2 separate regions of the Zea mays genome follow, and region 2 is linked to region 1. Evidence: chromatin contacts called from public Hi-C data. All regions are on one chromosome and are shown on one strand. The core of a region is the stretch at or near the end of the contact, and the rest is flanking DNA. Distances in the headings are between cores, read along the strand shown.

Evidence for each region. A called contact is a pair of places that touch in the nucleus more often than the background predicts.
Region 2: a Hi-C map of ear shows a contact between it and region 1, with 2.5 times the contacts expected there. The contact joins the promoter of LOC100279586 here to the promoter of LOC100276521 in region 1. A contact is called at or near these places in 3 of 25 Hi-C or Micro-C datasets (ear, endosperm and leaf).

Annotation. Positions count from the first base shown.
Region 1 is chr4:22,443,537-22,446,236 of Zm-B73-REFERENCE-NAM-5.0, reverse strand. It overlaps LOC100276521, which reads right to left and starts at 1,374. Exons shown (of 3, transcript NM_001150287.1): 1 at 1,193-1,374; 2 at 28-302. The coding sequence starts at 1,312.
Region 2 is chr4:23,025,987-23,028,686 of Zm-B73-REFERENCE-NAM-5.0, reverse strand. LOC100279586 (putative IQ calmodulin-binding and BAG domain containing family protein) reads left to right here and starts at 1,417. Exons shown (of 1, transcript NM_001152583.2): 1 at 1,417-2,700. The coding sequence starts at 1,599.

The sequences.
Region 1 (2,700 bases), core at 125-2,624:
CACTTAAATCAGAGATTAAGTACCAACCTGTGAAGGCAATCCTCTTTAGAACCAATACTATGCTCCCAGCGTTTTAAGCTCTCTTCTCTTTGGTAAGACAGTTCTTGCAACTGCTTTGCTGCTGCAGCTAGAAAAATGTGTGGCAGGTTCTTCAACAGACCACACAAGAAGCTGCCTTCACATGTTTGGGGCTCAAGTGGTGCATCCACACTTTCAAATTTAGAATCATCAGGCTTTGCACTAGCTACTGTACTCCAGAGCTTTTTAGTTGCGGATATAGATCTCCAATTCAAAATATTTCCCTGCGTTTTGATGTTGACAAGGAACTATTTCATAATAATGTAAGCAGATTAAACATCAAAGTTGCAGATTTATAAGAGTGACTCAAAATAATTATCAGCTAAACAATGGAATGTTTTTGGAATTAAAATTTCTGAAACTTATATTTGGACTAAAGTTATGCAGCTTATGCTAGTTACTTAGAAGTTAGAACAACTTGTTTTTTGTTTTTGGAAAAGGAAGGTATACTAACTTTAAAGATCAGTCTTGAAACAAGATAGACTTCCGACTTCTGATTCATATGAATCACACAGCTAGAACAAGTAGATCAGTCATTATTATACTGTAGTTGCCTAGTTGGGAAATTGCACAGCAAATGTGTCTTTTGTTCCATAAATCAGGCAAAAAGTTTGTACTCTGTTTTAAATGGCTTGGTTTAGCGAAAAAATACAAGAAAATACCAGAGTATTGACTTATATTTGCGAAAAGGTTGATGAGGTAGTACTAGGATCAAATGAAAAACAAGAATGTTGACTAAATTTCTCTACTGCTGAATTTTAATTCGAACATGATATCGATCCCATGTAAACCGTCAACTCTACCAACCAATTGCCTTCCCAAAATGAAGTTGACAAATTGCAATTTGCAAGATGAACTCTATAGATGAAAAGACTATTCAGGTAATCCTTCTCCTGCTTGGTTAGATTAAACCCTACCTTGAAAAACTTTACAGGCTCAAGAACCCCAAGAACCGTTACCAAACCCACCAATAACGCTACACACACAACAAAAATAAAAGCCGCGTTCCCAAGTCCATGTCCATAGGTAGCGACATCGCCTCCTGACTATACACGAATTCACTAACTCACTTCCAATTTCAGAGCTACATAAGCTGTAAAAATCAGAAAAGAACCTGTAGCTGCCAGCAGGTGTAGTATCCAAACGCTGCCCCCGATGCGTGACGGGCGCCTCGCCGAATTGCCGGTCGGAGGCAATTCGAAGCTACGGCGGCGCGAGGGCGGAGGCCGGCCATGCGGAGGGAATGGGTGGGGCGAGCAGGTGTTCAGGTGAGGTGGCGAGAGAGAGGTGTTCAGGAGTTGGATAACGTCGGGACGGCCGGAGAGGAATCAGCGGGGCGCACTGCTGGCCTGGGTGCGCTCGCGTGAAACCACAAGCGGTGGCGTGTTCCGCGCATGTGGTGAGCAGAGTGGGGTGGACCAAGTGGTCGCGATTGGTTGGCTCCCGCACGACGAGATAATGTGAGATCATGGAACTGAAATCAATTTTAATAATTATTGTTTGTATATATATATATATATTAAGTTAATATATATATATATATAAAGTTAATATGAATACGATAATATGTATAATATATTTATATGCTATCATTAGTTACAATAGAGGTATTTATGTACTGGATTTCCGCTGGAGGGAAGTCCAGGAGCATGCTAGAAATTGCAGATTAGAAATACAACATTGATCTATACAATCAATTTCCATCATACACCGTATAAATTTAAAATAAACTTCTAAATTTTGTAAAGTAATAGAATGTCAAATTCCAAGCTTAATATCTTAGTTTATTAAGGTTGTGCTTAGTAGACCGTGCATTTAGTCGTGCAAGATTTGCTTGACCTTTGAATGCACTAAAGCTAATAGTTAGTTGCTAAAATTAGCTATAGACATCCAAACATCCATTCAACTATTAGTTATTTTTAGTAAATTAGTTAATAGTTAGTTAGCTAATTTCACTAGCAATTTTTTAGTCAACTAACTAACTATTAGTTCTAGTGTATTTAAACACCCCTTAGGCCTAGTTTGGATACTTTGGGATTGGAGTGTTTCGAAGGGATTGGAGAGGGTGCAAATCCCAAATAGATCAAATACGCTCTCAATACATCTTAATCCACTCCAATCCCACTCATTACTAGAGTATCCAAACAAGGCCTTAGGCTTTGTTTGGATACTCTAGTATTGACCCCAATCCACATGTATTGAGGTGGATTGGGTGTAAATTAGTTTAAGTTACACCACAATTCAAATCAATACATATGGATTAGAGTCAATACTAGAGTACTCAAACCAGACCCTAGTCTTCTCGTGTAGCATGCTTGGTGTACCTCATCTCCTTTGGATTGCTTTCCATGCAATGAGATACATAGGTACATAGCATTGACACTAGCTACTAAGCCTCTGTGTGAATTAGAGAGTCGGGCGGATGATTAATCTTGATGGAAATCTGAAAGTGAGCATTTTTTTTCTTCTGAATGCTCTCTTGTTGTCAAAGTCAACTAGGGCATGCAGTAGACCTAGAGGTCTTACCCATGAGCCTTTGAGAAATTTGTACAATCAGTTAAAGGGTAAGCTTGATATCATTGTCCTATTCTAAGCATGTGTCGTGCATACCTAGTGAGGTTT
Region 2 (2,700 bases), core at 168-2,667, 580 kb before region 1:
TAAAGAAGCCAGCAAATCCATATCATGTTTTCTCTTCATAGGAAACGTGGATCTATTGTCCAGTCAGAGAAAGTCGCCCGCACTCTACGTTGTGCTCATCCACATCGACGATGGCATAGCCATCACCGTGCGTTCTTCAATTCGCCCTTGTCATCGGCTCTTTCATCCCTAGTGTTTTTTCGAGTGGGTCAGTAGTTGTGTGATGGTTCTTCTTGGTACGCCAAAAAGATCGCCACGAACATGAAGGCGACCATCATTAAGTGGGAATCCAGTCCACGCAGACTCGCTCGCTCAACGTCGATGCACGTTCTAGTTTTCCACGGCATGCCCAGGGCTCCCTAGTGCCATTTCATCATGTCCCCATCGGCTCTGACCCCGCGACTGCCGGCGAACATGTGCAATGGCAACGACCGCTCGACACTAGATCATGCTGAGTAATCCGTTTCTGGCATCATCGACATCTCTACCGATGTAGTCTCCTCCCACGCACCGGACCACCTCCTCGTCATCGTCCACGACATCCTCGGTAGGTGTGTGCTCATGCCCGTCTCACCCTTCCTCATCAGTTCTGATCAACCTGCACGCCTCTCCACTCTCTAGGGTTCCACGGTCCCACATGTGCCATCACCTTGCCTATCCGATCTGCCACCTCGTCGTCTCACATGTTCCATACCAACTCCGCCGCGTAGCCTCTCTGCGACGTGATCTAGATCTAGGTATGTATTCTTCCAACCCTGCAATCTCATCTCCCATTCCCGCTCCTCCTTGGGTAATCCATCGCTCTTGTCAGAGTGATATATGTCGATTGGGGTAGCTTGGATCAGCTTCGCTCCTTTTCTCGGTTCTGATGGCATGGTTGGTTGTTGCCCTATGCAGGTTGGCGAACACAAGGTTGATTTGTCCCTTATGGTTGGTTCATAATGAGTGATTGTCAATAAGTAGCGTCTCGGATTGAGTCGTGGACTAACTGAGACATGAATTATGTGTTATAAAACCATGTCAATATCACTAGTAATATAAATATAAGATTAACATGGTTATTTATTTATCATATAAATATATTTTAACATTTTAAAATGTGGATACATTATTTAAATTATATTCATCTATAAATAATAATTAGTGATAAAAATAAGTTTTAAATGGTTTTATCGAAATTCACGCATGCTAAAATTATTGGATATATGCCGGTTTTACCAAATACGAATTTAGAACTTGAAAAAGAAAAGTACTAGAAATCAAATTTAGACATACTTATATTAAAATGAAATACAAATACGAATATCTATATAAAGGAAATCCATATCAGCTAACACCTATGTGGTCACTACTGACGACCATGACAAACATGGGCCCACGCGTCACCAGAGTCGTTGACCCCTCCTTTCCCCACGTTTCCAGAACCCTCCCGAACCACAAAACTCGTCCCAGTGCTCAAGCAATTCGAAGCTCCGGAACATTCCGAAGACGACCAAAGCCTTCTCGAACTTTCGCACTCGTCGTATATAGGCACCGCGACAACATCCCCTACCATCACACCATCAATCACAGAGCAACTGGAATAGCAGCTCCAACAAAAGCCCAACGCACCAGCAGCAATGGCGTCTCGCCGTTTCTTCTACGACGACCCCTACGACTACTACTACACCTCCCCGTACCACTACGCCTACCCCTATTACCGGTACCAGCACCCCGCTCCGTCCCGCGGCGTCGGCGGGTTCTTCCCGGCCGCCGCAGAAGCCGCGCCGGAGGCGGTGAAGGTGGACCCGCGGCCCAGGGTCGAGTCTTCGAGGTCGGTCTCCGTTCCCGTCCGCTTCGTCGGTTCCGATCCGGAGCCGGTGCGCGGGGCGGCCAGGATGCCACAGGCGGCGGTGCTGAGGAAGCGGGCGCCGTCGTCGGAGGCGGCGGCGATTAGGCTGCAGGCCGCTGCGCGCGGGTTCATGGCGAGGAAGTCGGTGCGTGCTGTTCGTGAGGTGGAGCGTGAGGCGGCGGAGGTCGGAGAGAAGGTTGCGCGCGAGGCGGAGGCGCTGCGCGGGGACGCGAGGGCGCGGATCGCCGTCGGGGAGACGCTGATGAAGATGCTGCTGCGGCTCGATGCGGTGCGAGGCGCGCGGGAATACCGGAAGAGGGTCACCAAGCGGGTCCTCGCGCTGCAGGATGCTGTTGACGCCCTCGAACCAAAGCCGGCGCCGGATTCGGAGGTCGTGGCGGAGGAGAACGAGTCTGAGGTGACGTCCGAGATGGTGGACGACAGCGCGGAGGCGACGGAGATGCCGGTCGCCGCTGAGCACAGCGGCGGGGTTGGGGTGAATGCGGCGGCTGAGACGGTTGCCGATATGGAGGTGGACGGGGGCAAAGCTGACAGCGAGGCGGTGCCAGAAGCGGTGAAGGAATCCGAAAATAAGCAGGACGACGGGCACATTAACGGCGACCAGACGGAAGTCTCCAATGAGGGCGAATGGGAGATGGTGGCGGATGAAGCGGAGCCTACAACTGCGGCGACGGGTTCCACCGAGGCGCCCCCGCAGACACCGATGACGAGCGAGGTGATGAGGCCGACAGGGGAGGCCGGAGCTGCCGACAGCGCCCTGGACACTCGGAAGGTTATGGAGATGGTCGCGGCCCTGTGCGAGCAGAACGCGCAGCAGTGCGCGGTGATCGGGGCTCTGGCGGAGCGCGTGGACGCGCTTGAGCGCGCCG